Linked DNA regions of Mus musculus: all the other regions are linked to region 1. A link is a contact called in public promoter capture Hi-C data. All regions are on one chromosome and are shown on one strand. The core of a region is the stretch at or near the end of the contact, and the rest is flanking DNA. Distances in the headings are between cores, read along the strand shown.

The links. Promoter capture Hi-C pulls out the DNA fragments that hold promoters and counts their contacts. Capture Hi-C pulls out chosen DNA fragments and counts their contacts.
Region 2: a contact with region 1 is called in a promoter capture Hi-C map of adipose tissue, with 5 times the contacts expected there. The contact joins the promoter of Shb here to the promoter of Stoml2 in region 1. A contact is called at or near these places in 2 of 39 promoter capture datasets (liver and pre-B cells) and 2 of 9 other capture datasets (adipose tissue and liver).
Region 3: a promoter capture Hi-C map of liver shows a contact between it and region 1, with 3 times the contacts expected there. The contact joins the promoter of Slc25a51 here to the promoter of Stoml2 in region 1. A contact is called at or near these places in 2 of 39 promoter capture datasets (erythroid cells and liver), 2 of 484 Hi-C or Micro-C datasets (CD4 T cells and CD8 T cells), 1 of 115 datasets of contacts at active chromatin or transcription factors (thymic regulatory T cells) and 1 of 9 other capture datasets (liver).
Region 4: a promoter capture Hi-C map of liver shows a contact between it and region 1, with 5 times the contacts expected there. The contact joins the promoter of Exosc3 here to the promoter of Stoml2 in region 1. A contact is called at or near these places in 3 of 39 promoter capture datasets (liver and neutrophils).

Annotation. Positions count from the first base shown.
Region 1 is chr4:43,029,787-43,032,860 of GRCm38.p6, reverse strand. Stoml2 (stomatin (Epb7.2)-like 2) reads left to right here and starts at 1,477. Exons shown (of 10, transcript NM_023231.2): 1 at 1,477-1,532; 2 at 1,753-1,890; 3 at 2,326-2,425; 4 at 2,563-2,621; 5 at 2,711-2,812; 6 at 2,957-3,074. The coding sequence starts at 1,488. It overlaps Fam214b (family with sequence similarity 214, member B), which reads left to right. Exons shown (of 9, transcript NM_001253353.1): 9 at 1-447.
Region 2 is chr4:45,529,199-45,532,272 of GRCm38.p6, reverse strand. It overlaps Shb (src homology 2 domain-containing transforming protein B), which reads left to right and starts at 1,445. Exons shown (of 6, transcript NM_001033306.1): 1 at 1,445-2,711. The coding sequence starts at 2,013.
Region 3 is chr4:45,407,255-45,410,328 of GRCm38.p6, reverse strand. It overlaps Slc25a51 (solute carrier family 25, member 51), which reads left to right and starts at 1,563. Exons shown (of 3, transcript NM_001009949.3): 1 at 1,563-1,634. Gm46852 (a long non-coding RNA gene) reads right to left here and starts at 939. Exons shown (of 3, transcript XR_001784277.2): 1 at 852-939.
Region 4 is chr4:45,319,197-45,322,270 of GRCm38.p6, reverse strand. It overlaps Exosc3 (exosome component 3), which reads left to right and starts at 1,655. Exons shown (of 4, transcript NM_025513.4): 1 at 1,655-2,000; 2 at 2,572-2,721. The coding sequence starts at 1,680.

The DNA of each region.
Region 1 (3,074 bases), core at 228-2,727:
GTAGGGTGTGTGTGTGAGAGAGAGACAGAATGTGCATGTATGTGTAACACAGGGGTTTAGCCACCTCTTACCTAGGGCTCAGACTCACTTGTCCCTCTCCTCCTGCCTGTGTCTCCTTGCTTTGGTGTCCTGACTGAGGAAGGTGTCCAGGGACAGAGTCAGGCCTAAGGACTGGGGAACCTCCTCTCACCTGACCAGACTCTGACCCACCTACCTCAGCTGGGATGAGGGGTGCCCCTCATTCAGTCACATGGTTCCCAGTTACTCCACTCCTCACTTAAGACTCTGACCCAGCCTCAACCCTTAACTCTTGGGGCTTGGCTGAGGGGAACAAGCATTTGCTGAAACTTGAAAAACAAAACAAACAAACAAAAAAATGGGAAAAATTGTACCTGGTACATTTTTTAAGGAAAAAAAAAAGAATAAATTCTTGTTTGGAAACTTGAACTAACCTCTACTTTTTTTTGTGTTCAAGAGGATGGAGATGTGGGGCCTAAAGGGAGCTGGAATTCTGGCAACAAGCTCAAACCCATGAGATCTTAGGCTGGGATGAGCTGAGTCTTGGACCATAGTCTTAGTCCTTTTTGTATAAGGTGCTGGGGGCTGGGTGGGTAAAGTGAAGCTACAGAGGCTAAACTCTGAGAATCTGGATTCTTACACTGATTCTGTAGTTTAGCCCCATCAGAACCTCAGTGTCTGTATATGTAAAATGAAGGAGGAGGAGGAGAATGAGAAGAAGGAGATGAGGGGGGATACAGGCCTCTTAAAGCTTGTATTTGAGAGAGTGTCAGAGACCTGAGCAAGGTTGATGTGTTTCAGACAAAAATGAAAGGCTGAGGCTCTTTGTTTCCCTCTGTATGTAAGGGGATCATGCCTGACCGTTTCTGGCTCAGAAAAAAATATGAAAAAGAGCTGTTGATGCCTTGGGAAAAGAGGGAAGGGAGAAATCTCCGCCCAGTCCTAAGGTAAAGTTAGGCCTCCTAGTTACCATGACAACGGGAATGGGGTCAGTCCCCAGTGGGAGAGCTGGGCACAACAGCATGACTACCCAAGAATGTCACTATGGCAACCACGGGCAACTACTGAGCGCCAATCCAATCCATTGTCGTTATGGTGACAGATTAGGACAGTTATACACGAGCTGGAGGGTAAACTGAGTCACGGCTGTGGGTACAGAATTTGGTGGGCGGTGTTCCTGTACCACTTGCGGACGGAATATTGCCTCAATTTCTACCACAATGCCCAGGAGCTTCGTAGTTTTTGAGAACCAGAACAAACTTGCACTCTCGGGCTCTCTCTTCAAAGCCTACGTTTCCCAGGGAACGATTTGACGGACGCCGACTAGTGGGGATGGGAGGGTGGACTAATACGCCGGAAGTACGTCGGGCGGAGTGGACCAGCTGAAGGAAGGGCTCGGGTTCAGGCTTCACAAGAGGCCGCTCTGCCCCACCTCTCGTTGGTTCCGGAGGTCGCCGAGGCTGTGGGAAATGCTGGCGCGCGCGGCGCGGGGCACTGGAGCCCTTTTGCTGAGGGTGAGAGCGAGGCAACCTTCACCAGAGGCTCGGGACCGACATCACCTGGGTCTTGAGCTGGGAAGGAGTGGGCTTCTAACTTTGGGGGAAGGACTGTGGTCACAGGTCATGGTCCCCACGTGAATCACTCTCCGGGGACCCTTGGGGGGGGTGTCGAGATCTAGGGAGAGGGATTTAGGGATCCGCGCCTGGTCCCCAGCCTACTCTCGTCTTCCTTCAGGGCTCGGTGCAGGCTTCTGGCCGCGTTCCGCGCCGCGCCTCCTCTGGACTGCCCCGAAACACCGTGATCCTGTTTGTGCCTCAGCAGGAGGCCTGGGTGGTGGAGCGAATGGGCCGATTCCACCGGATCCTGGAACCGGTGAGAACCTCTCTTGCCCGCCCTCAGCCAGCCAGATCGTCTGATCGTTTACTCGTGTGGAAGTGGGACTTCCGTCGGGGCCTGTCTGCACTTCTAACCTGCGAGGACCAGTTCTAGCAGAGCCCAGTCTCCTGAACACCACCTCCGTGTTTCCCCGCTTTCCTAATACCCTAGTGACCCATAGGCTTCATTCCTGGAGCTACCATACTCTAAAGGCAGCAGCTCTTGCTGGCTTCCATTCTTGACATTCATAAGCCTAGTCTTATCTTTTTGTACTCTTAGGTTTCCCTACCAGTGACACCCCAGCCTTTGAGGCCATGATAGGAGGGATTGCTTCTCTATGTTTATACGTGACTTACTACTTACTCCAGACTTAGCTTAGAGTTCAAGTTTACTAGCCTCACCCTTCTGAGAATCTATGGCTCCTCTTCTCAGGGCCTGAACGTCCTGATCCCCGTGTTAGACCGAATCCGGTATGTGCAGAGTCTCAAGGAAATTGTTATCAACGTGCCTGAGCAGTCAGCCGTAACTCTTGGTGAGAGCGATGGGGTGACAGGGATGTGCTAAGTGCGCTAGGATGTGGTTGCTATAGATCCAGGGCTTAGGAGAAAGAGCTGGTTGGGACTTAGAGGTCTGACCGACAGTTTTTTTCTCTTCTGTTTGCTCCTGCAGACAATGTAACACTACAAATAGATGGAGTCCTTTATCTGCGCATCATGGATCCTTACAAGGTATCTGCCCTGGGTTTATCTAGTTTTCTGAACTGCCTCTTCCTTAAAATCCTGCATCTTCAGTTCTGATCCTATACCTGCCCTTTCAGGCAAGTTACGGTGTGGAAGACCCAGAGTATGCTGTCACCCAGTTAGCTCAGACGACTATGAGATCAGAGCTTGGCAAACTCTCTCTGGACAAAGTTTTTCGGGTAAGCGGATCTGGGCTGGAGTAAGGGCTTAAGTGCATAAACTGTTGACTCTTTCCTGGGGAGCAAGGTTAGCCAGGGGCCTTCCCAGTTTAGGCTTTTGATAGAGACACTGACTTGTGCTGCTCACAAGTTCTGTTCATCTAGGAGCGTGAGTCCCTGAATGCCAACATTGTGGATGCCATCAACCAGGCTGCAGACTGCTGGGGTATCCGATGCCTGCGATACGAGATCAAGGACATCCATGTGCCACCTCGAGTGAAAG
Region 2 (3,074 bases), core at 196-2,695, 2.5 Mb before region 1:
AAGGATGCTAAATGAATAGGTCTCAGGTAAGAAATAAGTGGGAATGTTATCGGAGATTGTTGGGGTTCAGGTAGCAGTGGGGTTTGGGAAATTCAAGTGGTCTTAGGGAACGAGAGAGGCAAGTAGTCTGACTACGTGGGGCTGAGCAGATAGATTGGAGCCTTCGGAGTCATGGGTCTGCCTTTTTCTAGTGTGGTGTCGCTGGAGCCTGAGTCTGGTAGGTCGCAGGGAGAGTTTGGAAGAGGTCACATTGTGCCTTACCAGGTCCCGAAGTCTCAGGATGAGAGTCTGACCTCCAGTACTAGCAGATCCTGGATTTGCTCTCTACTTCGATAGGTTACTGTTCCTACAGGACACAGGAAAAACAGTGTGTCCAACCTATATATAATGTACAGGTGACAGGTGAAATTACGGTCACAGTGTGTTATTTTGGCAAATCACCATTCTGAAGGACGGTTTCAGCTCAGAGGTACTCAAGGGGGATGGGGGGTGGGGCTGGCCAAATAGAACTTCCAAACATATCTAACATCTAGAAGGCAGATATCTTATTTCATTTTCAGGCAGTATTTTGTTCTTGACAAGGCTCCTGCTACCCCCTCTGAGAGCAGACTCAGAAAGCTACCCCCCTTTGGCCTGGGTTTCCTCACGTTTGGATAATAACTCCATTGTCTTAAGTTACATCATCACAGTGCCACCAGATCCTAGTCATCCATGTATAATCTACCTCGGGGCCTCAGTTTCTCCATCTGGAAAACTGTCTCTGGATTAAATAGAGTCTCGCCAGCTCCGGCAACCTTAAGCGTTAAATGTTTACATAGCTGGTTCCACTAGGTTGGCAGTGAACAGGGTTAAAGCCCCACTTCCTAGAAGGTGAAAAGGTAAGCAAACAGTCCGACCTCCCCTTAGCCTTGCTCAGGGATTGGTGCCCCGCCTGGTCCCAGCCGCCTATCCCGTCCGGATCCGTCATCTGGATTGCTAATACACTCATTAGCATAAAGAGTTTTTCCGAAGACCCGGCGCCGGAAAAGCTGAACCGGAGTCTCTGTCCCTTTAAAGAGAAGAGGGACAGCCACTCTCTCATTTTAGGGCATCTCCTCTGCATGGTCCTCTCGGTCAACTAGAGGTCGTGCGTTAGTCCAGCCTGCCTACCACCTCGATGGTGGACATCCATTCCTAGAGTGCACGGCGCGTGGGCCCCCAGGGACTGTGCTGACTGCTTTGGCTTCAAAGAGCCGCAGTCCCTGCTGGAGGGAGGCACGGCCTGCCAAGCCGCAGGACGCGGGCGCCCTAGGGCAGGACCCCGGAGCTGGCGCCCAGGCGGCCGCAGGAGGTGGCTCGTGCAGTCGTGAGGAGGTTCCTGGCTGCACGCGGGGGCGTGGCCTAGGAGGGGCGTGGCATTGGCGGAGGGGTGGGGCCTGCGGGAAGGGGCGGGGCCGCGGCGCTGGGCGGGTTCTGGCGGCCGAGTGTCACACACGCGGCGGCTCGGGAGGCGGCAGCAGAGGCAGCGGCAGAGCCAGGCGCCGCCGGGACGGGCAGGGGCGCGCGGGCTCCGCCAGGCGCCGGCCGCCTCCCTCATTCGTTCGCTTGTTTTCCGACCCGCAGTGGGGCCGGGCTCGCCCCCGTGCACTCGAGAAGCCCGCAGCTGGCCGCGGCTCGCACGGGGCAGGGGCGCGCTCCGCGAGGGTGGGGGCGCTGGGTGCGGGCGTGCGCGGCGGGGGGCGCCTGGCCTTCCGCTCTAGGCGGCCCGGGTCCCTATGAGACACGTCTGTGCGGGGCGCGAGATCCAAAGCTCGGTCGGCGCGCGGCAGGGGCGGAGGGCTGTGCAGCAGCGGCCGGAGCCAGGCGGCGGCCGGCAGGAGGCGGCGGCTGCGAGAACTTGAACTTGGCGACCGGTGCCCCGCACGCCCCCCACCGGGGCAGGGGCGTTGCGGGACTGGGCGACAGCGTTGTCCCCCGAATGGCCGCGGCGGCGGACCGGGCTCGCGCGCCGCGGCCCTAGGCGGCCCTTCGCCATGGCCAAGTGGCTGAACAAGTACTTCAGCTTGGGCAACAGCAAGACTAAGAGTCCGCCGCAGCCGCCGAGGCCGGACTACCGGGAGCAGCGGCGCCGGGGCGAGCGACGAGAGCAGCCCCCGCAGGCCGTGCCGCAGGCCTGCTCGGCGTCCTCGGCGTCCTGTGGGTCGGCCGCCGCCTGCTTCTCGGCCTCGTCGGGCTCTCTGCCCGACGACAGCGGCAGCACGAGTGACCTCATCCGCGCCTACCGCGCGCAGAAGGAGCGCGACTTCGAGGACCCGTACAACGGGCCGGGCTCGTCGCTGCGCAAACTGCGAGCTATGTGCCGCCTGGACTACTGCGGCGGCGGCGGCGGCGGGGACCCCGGCGGGGGCCAGCGCGCCTTCACGGCGGCAGCGGGAGCTGCGGGCTGCTGCTGCGCGGCGGCGGGAGCGGGCGCCGCCGCGTCCTCGTCCTCATCCTCCGGCTCCCCGCACCTCTACCGCAGCAGCAGCGAGCGGCGGCCGACGACGCCGGCGGAGGTGCGCTACATCTCCCCTAAGCACCGACTCATCAAAGTGGAGAGCGCGAGCGCTGCGGGGGACCCTCCGGGAGGCGTGTGCTCTGGCGGCCGTACCTGGAGCCCGACGACCTGCGGAGGCAAAAAACTGCTCAACAAGTGCTCCGCCGAGGAGACCGGAGCTGGTCAGAAAGATAAGGTAAGCTCCAAAGCTATTGGTGCGCTTGGGGAACTGAGGCACTGCCACGTTTCCCATCCCTTGCATCAACTTTGCTCTGGCATCCTGGGGTCTAGGCTACAGCGCTCATTTTGCCAGATGGTGATTAGACTCCGACTCTTTGGTTCCTGCTCCCCAAACGCACCCTTGCGGATCCCAGAGCCAGAGCGAGAGCACCCCGTCTAACTACCCAGAAGACAGACCCAGCCAGCCCTTCCGGCTCCCCCAGTAAAGTTAGCAGCGGCTGGCCTAAAAGAGCATTTACTCTCGTTTACCCCGGGGTCCCTGTAGTGGTCCCCCTCCCAGATGCAGATGGGAATTGAGGTCTAGAATGGGAAAGGGAAT
Region 3 (3,074 bases), core at 314-2,813, 2.4 Mb before region 1:
GCCTCTCATACTTCTGCTTTTGTAGGCTTTGGGTCCATCAGACTCTGACCTCCCTTGGAGGTACCTGCTGCACAGCTGGCACCTCCTCAGGGAGCCATGACTGTACGTGTGGCAGAGGACACTAGCAGTGTGGCCCAACCCAAAATCAGGAACTTATTTTAAGACTTGAGGGTTGGGTGCTGGAGAGGTTGCTTGGTCACTCAGTTAAGAACATACACTGTGCCGGGCCGTTGGTGGCGCACACCTTTAATCTCAGCACTCGGGAGGCAGAGGCAGGTGGATTTCTGAGTTCGAGGCCAGCCTGGTCTACAGAGTGAGTTCCAGGACAGCCAGGGCTATACAGAGAAACTCTGTCTCGAAAATAACCAAACCAAACAAACAAACAAACAAAAAAAGGGGCTGGGGACTTAGCTCAGTGGTAGAGCGCTTGCCTAGCAAGCACAAGGCCCTGGGTTCGGTCCTCAGCTCTGGAAAAAAAAAGAAAAAGAAAAAGAAAAAGAAAAAGAAAAGAACATATACTCTTCTTGAGTCTGGCACCCACATGGGACAGTTCACAGCCTTTAATAATTCCAGGATCAAGAAATCTGAAGCCCTATTCTGGCCTCTCTGGGTACTTATACACATGTGCTAACAGTAGAATAAATCTATTTTCTTTTAAAAAAGAAATGTTTTGTAATTTTTTTTCCTCTTAGGAACTCATTGACTGGATCTCTAGGCAAACTTCCTTAAAGGAGGCTTTGAAATACCAAGATTGACACTCCCGTTTGCTGACGCTAGAAGGCGTGGCCTAGGAGGCGTGGTTTCCGACAGCTTCAGAAACCTGTAAACACTAAGCAGGCTGGGTCACCCACCTGGAACGGTGTGTAATGGTGAGATAATCCCAGTCCTAAGAGGCAAGCTGGTCGCACATTCAGGAGTCTGCTGAAGAGCCTGCCCACGAAGGCTGACTTTGTCCTTTCTGTCCACTGACATTTATCGCCTGTGGTTCTGCAAATCAGAACCATTGTTCAAATGTCACAACATGGAGGAACCCACTCATGGAAGAGACGAATAACTTGCCAAAAGTCACTCAAGGGATGTCACGGCTATAATTCTGACCCGGCTCTCCTAACTCACAGCAGGGTTCTCCTTCCAAGACTCCACAAACTGTGTGTGCATCTAAGGAAAAAGAGGCTAGCTGTATGACCTCATGTACAACTCAGGTGTCCTGTGAAGTGCGGTGACAAAGAGCTCTCCACCAAGCTTTGAGATCGCCTCATCAGAAGCTTTCGCGCCTCCACGCACGCGCTATCTACAGCCCTGGATCTCAACAGACTACACGCTAAATGACGCGCTTGCTGTTTTGTGGAACAACGAGGCCACCGTATAACTTCAGCTTAAGTCAGGGGGGCGGGGAGACTAGCGGCACCCCCACAGCCTGGCAAAAGGTGCGACAAGAGTCAGTACCGGACCGGACGCAGTACAAGGCAGCTATAGCGCTACCCAGACCCTGAGCGAGGCAGGGCCCTGGTCACGTGGCTCGACGACGTCCCGCCCCGCCCCGCCCCGCCCCTGCCTGGGTCGGACCAGTCTGCGCCTGCGCGGGCGCGGGCTCGCTCGCCAGCCGTCCTGCGGGCTTGCGCCCCGGGCCGTGGGTGAGTCCTGGGTGGGGTGCGGTGGGGAGCGGAGGCCGCTGTGCTGCCCTAGCTTCGGGCCAGAGAGAAGGGAGGCTTGAAGCAGGGTCGCGGGCTGCCGAGCTCCAGGTCCTGCGCTCTCCACGCGTCCGGGTCCCGGCAGCTGCGGCCCGGCTCCGGCCGAGGGCCCTGTGGTGCTGCGGCGCGCTCCGGCAGGGAGGCGCCCACAGCTCGGGAGATGCAGGCCCCGGGGGATCGCGGTGGCCCGTGGTTCCCTTTGTCTGCCACCCGCGGGATCGCGGCGGCCCGTGGTATCCGGTGGTGCTGGCCATTCCGCCCAGCGCCTCTCCGTCCTCCCCGAGTGGGCAGATGGAAGCCTGGAGAATGCTCGTTCCGAGGCACCATGTTTCATCACGCAGGAAAGAGTCTAAGGCGGGCGGGTGGGTGGGCGGGCGTCAATTGTTCCCTTCTGTGCGGATTGTTGTAGCTAGCTTAGGTAGAGGATGGCAGCGCCTCGGCCATGTTTACGACTTTTAGCTTAACCTTTGTCTTGGCCCCTACAGGCTGCCCAGCTGGTCCTAGTGCCCACCTTCTGGTTGTCAGTTTTTACCTGTTGTCTATTGAGCAGAATGAATTGTGTGTGGAGTTACCGTACCAAAATGGATCTCCGGCGCCTTTGCTTTGAAAGGATTTGAAGACTCGGATCCAGGGCACATGAGAAACCAGAGTCGTCACCCTTAGCGTTTCTTAGGGCGACATGACACTTCTGACAAGAATTGACTCTAGTCTCCTTTGTCAGATAGAAGCTAAGATAATGGGTTTTTTTGTCACAGCTGTTGCTTTGCATTTGCAGTGGTAAAATCCTGCTGTAACTAGCACTTGAACCCTGCCTGACCCTGGTTTTGTATGCTGACTCAGACCTGCTGACTAGTGGGAATTCACGTCTTTTAAGAATTACAGTCACCCTTTGCCCTGTTTTTGGTCAAAGACCTTTGTACTAAGGTCATATCTGGCTTTTGCATATCCCTGTGGGCTGAAAGTTACATTGAGTATTTAGAATTTACACTGTGCTTACATCACAGAAGTTTGACCCTTATTGGATCAAAGTGGATTTTGCTCCCTTGTGTTAGGTTCGGTGCCTTACAGCAAACTAGAGCAGTCGTAGTAAATACATTTTATAGTAAGTTGCAAAAGATTATCATTTGGAAGTATTTAAATAGGAACCAGTTTATCAGAGTTAAGTTAGTGATCTGAGTGTTGTTATAAAACATGCCATGTTTTAAAGTTTATATATATATATTTGGGGAGGGAGGTTGGGGGGCTCTAATGTGCCAAGGCGCTTGAATGGAGGTCAGAGGACAACTTTCCAGAATTTTTCTCCCACCTCTCGATTGAGCTGATTGGCAGTTAGCTCCTTACTTGATGAGCCTTCTAAACTCTTATCAGAACACTGCACACTGT
Region 4 (3,074 bases), core at 406-2,905, 2.3 Mb before region 1:
ACTGGACACCAAGAAAAAGACCCTTTTCAAAATACATAGGGGATTCAGCACCCCAAATCCAATCTTTTCTGGAGAACTGGCGTTTTTAAAGTCTTTGAAGAGTCTCTCCCCCCCCCCTCCCCCAAATGTAGGGTTGGTCGATTTGAATAAAGAATTGATGGTGAATTAGGCCAGAACTGTTGTGTAATGTGTCCTGTGCAGGCCTTGAACTTGTTCAACCGGCCCATCAGCAGGGGGCTTGCTGTTGTTGCAGGTGAGAGTTAAAAGTGTGGGGGTCCCTGCAAGCTCTGCTGCCAGCGGATCCCCAGAAAGTAAGAAGTAAACGTGGTTCAGCATGACTTAGCCGGGCTGGTACAAACTTCGGGAGTCTGACTCCAGTTTATTTTTATTTATTTATTTATTACTTATTTAAACAGTAAAACTTTCAAAAGAAAAAAAAAAAGGTTTTCTTGTGACAACTATTACCACAAAGCTTAGGACACGGTTATATCTAAACTCCCTTGCAAAGTGCATGTTTTCTTGAAAAGCACCATGACCTCTTCCACAAGAGTGGGTTCTGTTGACTGAGAAAACATGCTCAGGAGAAGAGCCTAGGGAGGAAAGGTTTTTATAATCATAATAGCAAACTCTTTTTCAAATCCATGAGATCTCTCTTATAAGGATGGAGTCTATGGACTGGAAATGCTCAGGAAAAGGGGGATTCAGGTGAGAGCTAGCTCCACAGAATGGTAAAATTACCTGGTATTCAACAACCTCCATTCCAGCCTTCCAAGTGAATAGCTGTCAATTTCTTCCATTGAAGAAAAAGATCTGCATGTTTAACAATTCTGGTTTCTATAGGACTACCTGGAAGCACATGCCCTCCTACCCTCTACACAAAAGCCTACACAGCCTTTTTTTGAGGCTGCTAAGCTTGTATTGAGTTAGGAGGTTGAGGTTGAGGAAGAAGTTAGCCAACTTGACAATTCATCACCTGTTACCTAGCCGTGGCTCCTCTCCTTATCTGCCTACCTCGGAGTCTTACTCTCAGTCTTTCAATAGCACTAATTAACAACTTGGCTGGGGCACTTGTATTTCAGTTGTCCCTTATATCCAGGGATTAAATGGCTTGCCAGCATTTTACCAAATTTGCAGGAATTGTGATGCCCCTTCCCTAAAAAAAAAATCTATAAACTCGAGTTGGCAGCAAAGCATCAAGCAACTGATCTCAGTCAATGCCAAGGCCTTCAGTGCTGTTGGAGAACTGAATCAATTACTCATTGAAGATGCCGACAGAGAAACGCTGGTTTCACAGATAACCCCAAAGTCAGAAAACTGTAAGTTCTTAAGTTCTTGCACATTGTGGGTTTTGGATTTAACAGTTTCTCACATAGCTGTTAGTGTGCTCCCAAAGAAGTAGCTGGGAGAATTCCTGAGTTACCGATGTTCCCAAGCCACTGAAGAGATGAACTCAAGTAGGTGAAAAGGTGTGATGTGTGTGGGAGGAGGTGGGAGATTGTTACATTAGGTACCGTGAAGCTACAGACACAGGGCAGGGAGTAGCACCCATGGGATGAAGCGAGTATCTCCCAAGCTCAAGTCCAACTCAGAAAGCCCACAACCACCGGAAAGAGATGACCCTGGTGGGCGGGTAGCGGAAGCGGAAGTAGATACCGGAAGCTGCGATGGTGACGCCTGCCATGGCTGAAGTACTGTCCGCGGGACCGGAGTCGGTGGCGGGCTGCCGAGCACGGGCCGTGCACAAGGTGCTGAATCAGGTGGTTCTCCCCGGGGAGGAGCTGGTGCTGCCGGACCACGAGGACGTAGACGGCCTTGGCGGCGCCGGGGAGCAGCCGTTACGCCTGAATGCGGGTGCGCGCCCGAGGCTGCGCGTAGTGTGTGGCCCAGGTTTGCGACGCTGCGGGGACCGTCTGCTGGTCACCAAGTGTGGCCGCCTGCGTCACAAGGAGCCCAGCGGAGGCGGCGGCGGCGTTTACTGGGTGGACTCGCAGCAGAAGCGGGTGAGCGGATGTCGGAGAGGCGGCGCTGCCGCGAAAGTGGGCCCCCTGCAAGCGATCATAGGTTAAGGCGAATCTAGAGCCGCGGTGGCTTCTAGCCCCCTCTCTGCATCTTCTTTAGAGGAACCACAATAGGAACACATCCTGAGAAGGGTGACAGGAGAGAAAGGTTCCGTGAGATCTTGTCTTGAAAAACCCAAAGCCTCGGGGTTGCCATTTGGTGTCCCAGTTGCAATGAGTCCAAATAAATCACAGGGAATTAAAATTCCCATAGAATAATTAAGAGCTTTCACTTAGGAATAATGTCAAATGGAGTGGGTTTCCTTGAATGTAAAGATTCTTGTGCCACCAGACTTGTAAAGGATGCTGAGAAAACTTGAAACTTGATCAAGTGTGAATTAGACGTTCATAAAGTTGGACTGGTGCGGGCCGGTTTTGTAGTTGCAGCTACATGGGGAGTATGAGTTGGCTGGATAGGTTGAGACCCACCCTGATCAACCTAGATGAAAGTTTCAGAAGATATTTTGTAATGATATTTGTATTATTTATGACTGTTCTTTCATTCTGCTTTTAGTATGTACCTGTGAAAGGGGACCACGTGATTGGCATAGTGATCGCTAAATCTGGAGATATATTCAAAGTTGATGTTGGAGGGAGTGAGCCAGCGTCTTTGTCTTACCTGGCATTTGAAGGGGCAACTAAAAGAAACAGACCAAATGTGCAGGTAATAATGGGAGTCTTTGGTTTCAACAAGAAAAAATATCCACTCCCGAGAAAGTTAACTATCCAGAGGGCTACTTGAATTGTCTTCAAAGCATAAACCAGTTCTCCAAGACAGTTTATAAGAGTTTCTCAGGCGCTGCGGCTCCAGAAGTATTGCTGTATGTCATGTTTGCAGCCTTGGTTCTTTTCTACCGGGTTGAAGAGTTACATCTGCTATCCCCCTCCTTACCTGTCATGTCTGAATCCACCCCATGAGGAAAATGGCCCTAGTCTAAGGGCCATGGGCACTATTGGCTATCTGTTCATCATGGCTCTAAATCCTTGGAGCTGGAGCTGACAGAAGAGTAATCTTGT